Regions from separate parts of the Canis lupus genome. Here region 1 is linked to region 2. The links are chromatin contacts, called in public Hi-C maps. All regions are on one chromosome and are shown on one strand. The core of a region is the stretch at or near the end of the contact, and the rest is flanking DNA. Distances in the headings are between cores, read along the strand shown. Region 1 holds the start of NAPG (gamma-soluble NSF attachment protein). Region 2 holds the start of LOC119876458 (homeobox protein engrailed-2-like).

The links. A called contact is a pair of places that touch in the nucleus more often than the background predicts.
Region 1: a contact with region 2 is called in a Hi-C map of blood, with 3 times the contacts expected there. The contact joins the promoter of NAPG here to the promoter of LOC119876458 in region 2. A contact is called at or near these places in 2 of 9 Hi-C or Micro-C datasets (blood and skin fibroblasts).

The regions. Positions count from the first base shown.
Region 1 is chr7:76,485,341-76,491,639 of UU_Cfam_GSD_1.0, forward strand. NAPG (gamma-soluble NSF attachment protein) reads left to right here and starts at 4,510. Exons shown (of 12, transcript XM_038543883.1): 1 at 4,510-4,677. The coding sequence starts at 4,622.
Region 2 is chr7:75,927,384-75,933,597 of UU_Cfam_GSD_1.0, forward strand. It overlaps LOC119876458 (homeobox protein engrailed-2-like), which reads right to left and starts at 3,497. Exons shown (of 3, transcript XM_038543877.1): 1 at 1,503-3,497; 2 at 1,190-1,395. The coding sequence starts at 3,446. The coding sequence ends at 2,853. It overlaps VAPA (vesicle-associated membrane protein-associated protein A), which reads left to right and starts at 3,222. Exons shown (of 6, transcript XM_038543874.1): 1 at 3,222-3,502. The coding sequence starts at 3,424.

The DNA of each region.
Region 1 (6,299 bases), core at 3,260-5,759, 560 kb after region 2:
GAGAGAGAGGCAGAGACACCGGCAGAGGGAGAAGCAGTTTCCATGCACAGAGCCCAACGCGGGACTCAATCCCGGGTCTCCAGGATCGGGCCCCAGGCTGAAGGCGGTGTGGCGCTAAACCGCTGGGCCACTGGGGCTGCCCGAGATCTTGGTAATTTAACAAGCACACAGAACTTAGTGATATAGGAGCTTTTGTGCTTCCTCATTTATGGTTTTTGAGTTAAAACAATCAGAGTTCATTGACCAAACTCTCTCCCAAGCTTCTCTTAATTTCCCTGAATGCTCAGCTGAGGAAGGTAGGTCCAAGAATCTTGCTTGTGGCAGCAGAGCAGACAGGGGAAGGGAGGGGAGGTTTGTGCACAGGAGGAAAGGGGACCGGGGCATGAAGAACTCTCCCAAGGCTGCAGCCCACCATCAGCCAGCCAAGGGGTAGCAAGCTCTCATTCACCCTTCAGTGAAAATCACTGTAGTCAGATCCAAAACAGGTAGAGCCCTTGGTAATGTAAATGTTTATTGAGGCAGGAAAGAAGAGCTCTTAGGGATCCCTGGGTGGCTCAGTGGTTTAGCACCTGCCTTCAACCCTGGGTGTGGTCCTGGAGTCCTGGAGTCCTGGGATTGAGTCCCGTGTCGGGCTCCCTGCATGGAGCCTGCTTCTCCTCCCTCTTCTTGTGTCTCTGCCTCTCTCTGTGTGTGTCTCTCCTGAATAAATAAATTTTTTAAAAAATAGAACTTTTAGAATAAGAGGAGGGAATGAGTTCAATGGGGTCCCCTGAGCCAGCAGCCAGACTGGAAAATGAATGGGACATTGAGTATCTGAAGGGACCCAAGAGAGGAGGTGAGAGATGTCCTGGAAGGAGGGGAAAGAAGCAGGAGATTGGTAGAAGGCAAAGATGACAGAGACACCAGCAGCGCTGGTGGAAGCTGCTGCGATAGCAAGAATTCTTTTCATGAGGTGTACCACAGTGTCTAGCTTGAAAAACTGTAGTGTTTCCTTATTTGCTGCAAGCTTCCACTTTGGGCTCTTCCAAGCTGGCTTCCCAGTGTAAACATCCCTCCCTTAAGCCCTTCCTCAACCCTCATGTAGGAAGGGAAAGGGGGAGAAGAAGAAAATAGAGCATTGGTGTCCCCCCTTTACTGGCCCTGTTTGCTCCCTTTCCCGGGGAGGTGAGTTGGCTTGTACTTACAGCTTCCCTAGTCTAAGGTCTTTGGGAACAGAGAACCCTCCAATGCCATGGGGCTGCCATAACCTTCTTTCTCTTTTCCATTCTTTGTCAATTCCTAATAAAATTTAGGTTTAATATTTGTGTCCCCTCAATTGATCACAAATTCCATGTAAGCAGACATTATGTCCTGATAGGGTTTAGAACAGGCTACCCCGAGCAGCCCGGGTGGCTCAGCGGTTTAGCATCACCTTCGGCCCAGGACATGACCCTGGAGTCCCAGGATCGAGTCCCACGTCGGGGTCCCTGCATGGAGCCTGCTTCTCCCTCTGCCTGTGTCTCTGCCTCTCTCTCTCTCTCTCTCTGTGTGTGTGTCTCATGAATAAATAAAATCTTAAAAAAAAAAAAGAACAGGCTACCCCAAATTATGGCACCTTGGAATACCAAGATGAAGGGATTTGAAAACAAAACAGGTGCAGGAAGGTCTCTCTGACCACCCCCTTCTCCCCTGAAGCAGGTCAGAAGATCCTGTAGGGTGGGGAAAAGTTTTCCTCAACTCTCTTAGGAGCTCTGGCTAGGTCTGAAAATTAGACAAAGATGAACAGGAGCGAAGTATGCAAGCATATTTCATGTAAGTTTTATCCTGGCATGGGGGCCTTCCTAAGGAAAAGAGGACCCAAAGAACCACACCTGGTACTCTTATGCTGAGTTCAGCGAGGAGTGGGCAGGCACGGAGGAACATGACAGGTTAAGGAGCAGGAGGTAAGGGTAGTATAGTGGGGGAAGATTGGCAAGTACTGTCCGCTCAGATTCTTCTGGGTCCCTCCATCTTTGGAGATAAGGATGTTGCTTTCCACCAGGTATAGGGAAGTAGCTCTCGGGTAGGGTTTTATGACCTGTTTCAGGGCAGAAGGGCAATGGGCAAAGGAGGTCAGAGTGATCTTCCTGCTTCTGCTGTTTTCTCAAAGTTCCTCACCGCACAATAGTCAACAAGTCAAGGTGACATATTCTGGGGGAGCATGTCCTGCACCTGTCAGTCCTCCTATGAGAAGTGTCCTCCCCATATCTGGAAGAGATGATTTATCTCAGAAGATGGAGGAATTCAGGTCCCCTGCAGGGACCCTGAATTGCTTGTCCTTGCTAATTTTCCTTCAGTTTACTACCCTTAAGGCGTGCCCTTTGTACTATCGTGTTTCCTACAACTTCCCACTCTTCATCAAATCTAGCGTAACAACATGCAGGTTTAGCCATTTTTGCAGGACTTCTTTTCCTTAGGAAGGCTCTGCATCTTGTAAGACTTATATTAAATAAATCTGTATGCGTTCCTCCTGTTGCTGTCTTTGCCAGTCTGATTTACAGAGCCCCAGCTGGAGAATCTAAGAAGGGCAGAGGAAGAGAATTCTTCCTCCCCCATACTCTCTTGCTTACAATTGCATCCTGTGAGGAACAGTGCCTTGTGCCGAGTAGGGGCTCAGAAAAGATTTAATGAATGGGTGTGTGAACAAGAGAGAGGGAGGAAGAGGCAATAGACTTGGTGTAGATCCCTTAGGAAAACTTCTGGCACTTTCAGTGGTTTTGGAGGTTGATAGCACTGGGTCACTGGGTGGACGTTAAGTCTAGTTTCACTTAAAAAATGTAAGACTTGCCCGTTTCCTGATAAAGGCCTCAGGTCTCTTATAAGGCATCAGTCATTCCAGAGCTATGGTGAGCTGGAGGTCACAGTCACAATATTTTACAACTCCTTTATTTCCCGACCTCTCGAATCTGGACTTGCCTCATGACTTGGTTTGACCAATACAAGTGGCAGGAGTGATACTGAGTTGGTTGCAGGAGGCCTATAGCTCCACCCGCCTCCACCCTCTTGGAAGGCTGTGCCCTCATACAGGGAAGCTCAGGCTAGTGATGGGATGATGATGGGAAGCCTTGGGCATGGATGGCACCTATACCCATGAGACTAAATAAGGAAGTGAGGATAGATGAGACAGGATCACTAGAGAAAAGGCAGACTACTAGGAACAGATGCAGGTGATTGGTGGATGGGCTGATGAGGCCAAATGCAAGATCTCCCCTCAATTGCTACTTCCTATTAAACAAGAGGGATCCCTGGGTGGTGCAGTGGTTTAGTGCCTGCCTTTGGCCCGGGGCGTGATCCTGGAGACCCGCGATCAAATCCCACGTCGGGCTCCTGGTGCATGGAGCCTGCTTCTTCCTCTGCCTGTGTCTCTGCCTCTCTCTCTCTCTCTCTCTCTCTCTGTGACTATCATAAATAGATAAAAAAAATTAAAAAAAAAAAAACAAGAAGTAAAAGCTGGCAGGCAGGCGGGGAGACTGCGTGGGAATTTTGAGGAGAAAGAGGGTGCAAACAGCCATCCAAGTGGATGGGTGAGTAATTTGACAGGAAAACGAAGCCCAGTTGCTCAGCAGCACCAAGTTATCTCCTTGATGTTTATGACCATTGCAATGAGGAATGTCAGCAGCTAGTTTGATATTTCTCCAGCCACACTTACTTGCCTAAGAGCAGTTCCAGGGTAGGTGGAGAGTTGGGGGTTCTCCAGACAGGGAGGGCCGAGGAGGCCCAGCTATCACAAGTGCGGCTAATAGGAGGGAACACGGGATCTAGGCCGGGTAAAGGGGGACGTGGGAAGAAGAGCAGAAGGACAGGAAACCGCAGAGCCTTCTGCTGAAGGCGAGGGGTTCCCGGCGCCAGGCAGGGTGGGCTGGAGTGGACACAGGGGAGGGCGCACGGGGCCTGGCGATCCGTAAGCTGCGGCTGCGGCTGCGGCTGCGGCTGCGGCTGCGACCCCGGGAGCGGGCGGCTGGGAGGCTGCACGGGCCCCGCGGGCATCGGGATCTCCGTGATGGTCCATCGGGCCAAGCTTGTACTTGTGCCCGAGCCCCGCCAATGTCCCTGAACCCTTCCTTCCGAGCGCGGACCGCAGTTAGTGTCGCCCGGTGACTGCTGCACAGTCCAGGGCACCGACGGTCTGTTTTGTGCAGGGGGCGCTCCTCGGCAGGGTGAGGACGCTCCCAGCTATGGAGCGAGTCATCGATTCTACACCGGCGTGTTCGCACCAGCGGGAAGGCACGGCTCCACCACGGCGGGTCTTCTCTGCCCGCTGTACTCCCTGCTGATTTCCCGGCGCTTGGAGCGGTTCCTGGCACCTAGTAGGTGCTCAGTAAATGTTCCTTGAACCAACGCAGGAACGAGCCAACCGCCTTCAGCGCCCACTGCGCCTGCGCTACACGCCCTGGGAGCGGGCGAACCCTGACGCTCCGCGCCTGCGCTGTTTGGGCCGGCGCGGCCCCGAGACCCGCTCCCCAGGCTGCTGCGCCGCCTTAGGTTTGAGCCCTCCAGGCCCCTGTAGCAGCTGGGCCGCGGGGCCGTTCCCGGCTTGCACTGCGGCGTTCCCACGCCTCCTCAGCCGGGCTCTCGCCTTTCACGTCAGGGCCCGACCTCGGAGATGGCGGCTCAGAAGATAAACGAAGGGCTGGAGCACCTCGCCAAGGCAGAGAAATAGTGAGTGAGAGACACGGGTGGGTCCGTGGCCCACGCCGGCCCCGCGCGGGAGTTGGAGGGGGCGCGTGGAGAGCGAGCGCGGAGGGCGGCGGCTCCGCGGGGCTGCGGCCGGGGGTCCGGGGCGGGGCCGGCTGCCCCTCCGGAAGCGGACTCAGCGCCTGCCGGAAGTCGTCCCGGCTCCCCTCTGGGCTCCCCTCTGGGCTCCCTTCTGCGGGGCCGGATGCTCCGCCGCTCGCTCTGGGTGTTCCCTTGAGGAGACCGCGCTGCGCCTCGCAGTTTGGCAGCATCCCGGGGCTCTACTTCCTAGATGCCCGCAGCACCTGTCCTCCCTCACGCTGACGACCAGAACGGACTCCCCGGGGCAGAAATCGCCTTGTTGAGAACCAGCGCTCTGAAAGCCTCTCGCGTGCGGAGGGGGCTGCGGAGGGGGCTGCGGCTGTGGCTGATAATCCGCGGGGGTCCCTTGTCGCGTCCCAGGGGTTCGCGCTCCCCTACTGATTGCGTGTGTTCTCCCAGCTTCTGCCACGGCCACGCTGTAGGCACCCGGCAGATAGGCGGGACTGAGCTGAGGCCGCCCAGCTCTCCGCACTCCCCTCCTCAGTGTCATTGCTGCGACGAAGTCGTGTCTGGTAATTGTAGAAAACGAAACCTCTACATGGAGTCGAGTACAGAATCTCACTTTACAGAAGAGGAGGAGAGGCCTGGAGAAGCCTTATGATGACTTGTCCAGGGCTGCACCGTTGAAAGATGGCAGCGCCAGCTCTTTTTCTTCTTCTTCTTTTTTTTTTTTTTATGTATTTATGATAGTCACAGAGAGAGAGAGAGAGAGGCAGAGACACAGGCAGAGGGAGAAGCAGGCTCCATGCACCGGGAGCCCGACATGGGATTCGATCCCGGGTCTCCAGGATCGCGCCCTGGGCCAAAGGCAGGCGCTAAACCGCTGCGCCACCCAGGGATCCCTTGAACGATGGAAAAATTGTTCCATTGTTCCAAAAACTGTTCCAATTGTCAAGTCTATAGTTACTGTGTTACTACTTCCTCCCTGTGACTGTGTTCTACTCCCTTTTTTGCAGGAGATGCCCCCAGCAATCTTACTTTCTCCCCTCTCCCTCTCCCTCTCCCCCTTTTCTTCTTTCTTTCTTTCTTTCTTTCTTTCTTTCTTTCTTTCTTTCTTTCTTTCTTTCTTTCTTTCTTTCTTTTTCTTTTCTTTTCTTTCTTTCTTTCTTTTCTTTCTTTTCTTTCTTTTCTTTCTTTTCTTTCTTTTCTTTTTCTCTGGGAGCAAACCCAAAAGTATCATTAAAATAGTGCGTTTGATAAAGACCATAATAAAGCGGTCTCAGCTTTGCTTTGGTAGCACAGGAGGAGGAGTTTATTCTATCTGGAAAATTTCAGGAAGATTTCCCAAAGGTGATTTCTAAGCAGGTCCTGGAAAATTAAAAAAAAAAAAAATTTTTTTAAGATTTTATTTATTCATGAGAGACAGAGGCAGAGACACAGAGGTTGAAGCAGGCTCCCTGCTGGGAACCCGATATGGGACTGTATCCCAGGACCCTGGGATCACGCCCTGAGCCAAAGGCAGATGCTCAACCATTGAGCCACTCAGTCCCGGAAAATAATTTTTT
Region 2 (6,214 bases), core at 2,247-4,746:
CTTCATGTTTATCTCTTCTGCTTGAATATAGCCCTACAGGAGCAGCGACCATGTCTATTGGCTCACCACTATACCACCAGCACTTACCACGATGCCAGGCACACAGTCATAATTTAACATTTAGCATATATAAGGTAACAATGCTGGATCCAGGCACTACCCTAAGCTCTTCGTGTGCATTAACTCATTTAATTCTCACAACAAACCTCAGATGTAGGTATTATTATTCTCCCCAGTTTACAGATGTAGATAGAGCAGGCATAGAGAGGTGAAGTAAGCTGCTAAGACCATACAATGGTAAACAGGACTTAAACCCAGCAGTTCAGACCCAAGGCCAGTACTCTTATTCTGTATGCTTTACAGCCTCAGTGTTTATTGCAAGTATGCTCATTTAAATGTTTACTGAGTTGTATTACACAGAGGCCTGATCACATACAAATTCATAATTACATAGTACTTTTATAAAGTAAAGTTTAACATGTTTAACTACGGAGAAGATGGTTATACTTTGTTACCATTTGTACTGGTACCTTTTTTTTTATCCTTGCCAAACCTGGGAGATAATCTGTCCAAAGGTGAATACCACTAGTGATTCAAGTAGATTGAAGTAATATTCAAGGACTTCATACTCCTTGGACTCATAAAAACTTCTTAGTAGCTAGAGAAATATGTTTGAGTGTGTGTGTATATATATATCTGTATAATTGTATACATATATAGTATACATATTGTATACATTATACATATGTATAATTGTATACACATATAGTATACATATTGTATACATTATACATATGTATAATTGTATACACATATATAATTGTATACACATATGTATATACATATGTGTATAGTTGTATATATGTAATATATACATAAGTATACATATAATTGAGTATGCATATACATGTATATATGTATTCTGTATATATATTTGCCAATACTTTAAGAGAACTTTATGTGCTACATTAATCAACGTAAGAGCAAACAGTAAACATTAGGCTCCACCTTTCTCCATTCCTAACTTAAATGTCAAACAACACACAGACCAATTACATTTTAATTTGTCTTAATCACTTTCAGTTGTCGTTGCATTAGGGCTTTGGGAAAAACAAAAATGCACAGGATGGAAAATCGGGCAACTCCCCTTCTCAAGTTTAGCTCTGTTACTGTCGTGAGATGCTCTCACCTGTGTTTTCATCCCCATATTTGACAATAAAAGTACAACTTGCTGTTATTTGGTAGTTCTGAGAAGGGTGTGACGATGTCTGTAAAGCTCTTTGAACTGCTAGAAGACGTTAATAAATACCAAAGCAGAAACCTCTTCAATAGTGAACTGTTCAATGAGGGATACGATGATTCGGGAGAACTCTGAATCATTATCAATGCAGTGCTCTAAAACAGGAACAGAGGAATTATTCCAAAGATGTTTCAGGTATTCTCAGATGACCAGATATTTAAATTCTCATAGAGGTTTAAGACTATATGATATCTGAAGTCACCTCGAGGAGACAAAAACAGTCGATTTCAAAGGTCATGGCTTAAAAATAGGCCCGGGCTGCTTCATCAGGCTGGAAAACTGGAGCATATGCACTTCAGCCTTCCCATGGAATTCAGGGCGAACGCGAGCCGCCGGCGCCTGGGGAGTGCGCGGGAACTTCCGCAGCACGCGGGCCCGGGATCCTCAGACGCTCTCCGGTCGGTCGGTCGGGGCGACGACGTCCATCTGGCGGCGGAGCAGCCGGTTCAGCCCAGGCGAATCTGCCCACGGAAACCCGGCGTCTGTGGCCGCCGACGGGCCGTCTCCTCACGCTGATCGCGTGTGAGACCCCGTCCCACGCGGTGGTCGTCAGCCTCTCTTGACAAACGCCCAGTTGTGGTATTGTCCCTGGACGATGACTGAAATCTCAAGATAAATTTCGTGAACGAAAATAAATCCAAGGGGAAAAAAAAAAAAAAAAAAAAGAAAAGAAATCCGAGGAAAGGGGAAATTAGAACGCACTTTCGAACGAGGCTCTCACGGCTTAGGCTGCGTGCCCGTCGGAGGTAGCGTCCGCCGCGGGCGCCGCCTCAGGGCCTGACCCCACACGGGCGCGGCTGCACCGAGCGCGCGGGTCGAGGCGGCCCTCGTGCCCACGCTCATTCCGGACCAACGCGGCTGCCCCGCCGCTCCTCTGCGGCGCCTCCTGGGGGCTCCGGTGGCCGCCGCACCTCAGGCTCAGTCGCGGCACATCCACCGTCACACCTTCGCTCCCGGGGCTTTCCTCCCTCGCTCAGTTTGACCATCCGCCGAACTCGCTTCCAACACGACAACGTGGCTTGGGCCCGTCACTTGACAAAACCGAAGACCAGGCGCCCGCAACCCAACGGGGTGGGTGGGGACCCCCACTTGCAGCTGGGTAAGGGTGCTTCGTCAGGGCTCCCCGACGGCGGCGGCTTCCTGACCCGGGGCAGCTTCCTCCGTCGGCTCCGCATCGCTGGATGCAATTCAGGAAGCGGCAGACGTTCCGCTGGAAAACGACGGAGAATGTAGAGGGATGGGTGGACTTAGAAATTTCAGAAATCTTGGTTTTATATTTCTAGGCGGGGGACCTCAGGTCAGTTTTCAAAAGTTTTTTTTAAATTTTTTTTTTTTAATTTTTTTGTTTTTCAGCGCAGACGAGACGCTGAGAGCCAAAAACGGCTGTCAGCCGGCCCACCCCAAGCGCCTCCAACGGACCTCATCACCCTTCCCGCCCACCCACAGCCAGTACTACAACTCCCGGCAAGCATCACGCAGTGCCGCAAAAAGACCGGGCCCCACGGGCATGCCGGGAGTTGTAGTGAGTGAGCCTGACTACTTTCTCCTTCTCTTAAGCGTTCCCACTTGGAAGACAGTAATGCGCTGCTAACAGCCGGTTCTCCAGCTTCGCCGTCGGAACTAAACGTGAGCGAGGATTGCGCCCTCCCGCCCCGCGGTGCACACCGCGTCGCTGCCACGGGGCTTCGCTCCGCCCTCCATCCACACCCGTTCCCTTGACAGTTCGAGCTCCGAGCGGCCGCGAGGCCCCGAGCGCGCAGGCGCAGTGGCCGGCGCCGCGCAGGGCAGGACTGGAGGGCGGGACGGGCGCTAGGGGCCCCCGGCCGCCGGGGCGCGCACGTAAGCACGCAGAGGCCGTCACGTGGGGTGCCGAGGATCGCAGTGCGCGTGGCCGCGGCGGCTGGTGTGGGGTTGAGTCAGTTGTGAGGCCCGGAGCTGCTGACCCAGCGGGCGGCCCAGGGGTCCGGCCACAGAGCGGCAGGCGTCGGGGGTTCGGGCGCCGTGAGCCGGCCCCATCGTAGAGCTCGGCCGAGCCGCCGCCGCCGCCGCCGCCGCCGCCGCCCCCCGCCCCCAGCCAGCAAACCGCCGCCGCGGGCGCGCCCCCGCTCTGCGCTGTCTCTCCGATGGCGTCCGCCTCCGGGGCCATGGCGAAGCACGAGCAGATCCTGGTCCTCGACCCGCCCACCGACCTCAAATTCAAAGGTAGGCAGGGGGAGGGCAGCTGTCCGGGTGGGGCGGGCGGGCGGGCGGGCGGCCAGACTGGGGGCCGCTGGGGGGTCGAGGGAAGGTCGGCGGCCGGCCGCGAGGGAGCGTCCCCTCCCCCACGCCCCGCACTCTCCATTCTCGGCGGCGCCCGCCCCGGCCCTCGGCCTCCGGCCCCGCGCCCGGCCCGCGCTCGGCCCGCGCCCGCCCGCGCCCGCTCGCGTCTCCCTGCGCGCGCCGGCCGGGGCGAGGCGGAGGGGCCCGGCCCTGCCGCCGCCGCCGCCGCCATCTTGCGGTCCCGCGGGGGCGCCTCCCGGGGGCTGCCCGCGCCGCTGGCCTCGCGGGGCTGCGTCCTTGGCCCCCGCGGCCCGTCGGGCGTCGTCTGGGAGGGGGCGGGTGGGCGGTGGCCCTTGAGCCTGCGCTGGGTCCGCTGCGGGCGCGCGGGGGCCCCGGGGGTGGCGCCGGCTGTCAGCGGCGGTGGGAGGCCCGGGACGCGGGTCCGGGAGCAGCGGCTGGGTGGAGCCGCCCCGCGCCCCGCGCCCCGCACCCCGCGCCCCGCACAGGGGCTGCCGCCCACCGTGTCGCTGGGAGGGGATGGGGCTGTCGGGTTCGAGGCGCTGCGGGGAGGCGGAGAAGCCCGTGAAGTCCTCCAGTTAGGACCGACCCGGCTGTGCTGGCCGAGACCCAGGCGCGTGCGGGCAGGAAAGCTGTGCGTCAGCCCGCGGGCGGAGAGTAGTAGGTGAAGAGTAGACGCCTTCCTGGTTCTCCGGGACGGCATCTGGGCTCTCCTTCCCGCGGGCCCACCTGCCGGGCGCTCTCGCTCTGCTTGTCAGCTTAGCCCTTGTGCTGCGGAAGCTCCAGGGTGCGGGGCTCTGCCTTTAGGTTTCTGGTTTACGGGGAGGCTGCTCAGGTGTCCGTCGGCTCTGGAGCGCCCTGGGTGCACTTCGCAGCGATGCTGTGGTGAACCAGCGGTCCGACTTGGTGATCCCCGAGCAATCCGAGGCGGCTCTTGGCCCCGGTGGTGTTCAGAGTGCAGGGTACGTCAGGGAAGAGAGTTAGGCTGGTTTCTTTTTAGGAATGCCGGAGGCCTGGGCAGTTCCGACAGGGAAAGCGGATTCCTTCCCGTCTTGGTTTAACGCGTAAAGTGAATCGCCTTTTGGAAGATTCACGATCTTGTTTGAGCGGCTCTGAGGGGAGCGGTGTTTGCGAGGCGTGTAGCCATTCCAGTGCTTACAACAAATTAAATCCTTTATTGTTGTACGAGATTGAGTCCAAAGGGAAAACAAAAGCTTTCCATAGACAACGCTTTGAATAGTTTTAGAGATTTTAAAATATTGTTTCCTGGCATTTATGAGAGTAGTAGATAGGTCCTTTATCTTGCAAGCTTTTTAGGACATTTGCAGATTTCTTTGAATTGGGAATGTGAGCTGCTTGTTCAGTAAGGATTTGGTTTTAAGACAACTCCAATAATTTGAGGGGCACTAAGTGTATCTTACCGGAACAAGTTGACGTGTGTGGCGTTTCACATGGCTTTAGCTGAAAGGAAAAAGCACCTTTGGGGAATCATGAAAATTACCTTACTTAGATTATTTTTGACTGGAGGGATTTATTGTAACCTCTGTAATGGTGTGTGTGCTTTTGAGAAGTTAAAAGAATTTTTGCTTTTACTTTTTGACAGGCTGAGTTTACAGAGGAAATTTCCTCTACTGGTGGATGTCCATGCGTGTATTACCTTTAGGGACTTTAGAAGCCTTTGCAACCGGCTTTAGGCCAGAAAATGTGCGCAGAATTTGAAGCTTTCTCCCTAGAGAAGTTGTCATGTTGCCATAGTAAGAGACTAATAATAGTGGAGAAGCAAGCTAAAGAAACAACTCAGAACCCATACAATAACGTTCATATATTACATTATTTTAGTTACTGAAGAGTTATTAGTCATGATTATGGAACAAGTTTTTCTTGTGTTATGAATGAAAATAATTCACAATGACCATTTTTAAAAGTTTGGATATCAGTGACCACTTTTTAAAATTGACTTTTAAAAATGTATTTCACTGAAAAGTTTATGAAGACATATTTGGTTGGGCCACTTAGTGAACACTTACTGAAAGCTTTGTGCCATCCCTATATTTAATTAAGAGTATTCAACTAAGTAATTCAACAGTTATCAGATTATATTTGGGGATTCAGTACTAAACAAGGTGGGAAAAGATGTACAGTTTGTAGTTTAATAGAGAAAGCGTCCAGTAAAACAGTGAAACGTGTTAGGTTTTTTCTTTGTCCTTGAAGAACTCAGACTTGTGAGGGAGACCAAAGGCACATAGGTGCTATTAACAGAGGCAGGACTGGTATGAAGAAACCCCCAGGTTTCTTGGAAGAGGCTTATTTTCATTTGGGGGGTGGGGGGAAAGGGATGGGCAAGGGAGTGGTTGTTTACTCAACTACTGATGTAAGAGAATGTGTGGCTTATTTATTTATTTTCTCTCTTAAAGCAGGCTCCATGCAGGAGCCCGATGTGGGACTCGATCCCGATCCTGGGACTCCAGGATCAGCCCCGGGCCAAAGGCAGGTGCTAAACCACTGAGTCACCCAAGGATCCCCGAGAATGTGTGGCTTATACTTAGTGGTTTGAACTGTGCTTTTCTGTTCCAGGGTGGGATAATGGGGAGGATTGGGGAATAGGAGGGGTAGGGTGAATTAGGAGAGATGACCTTT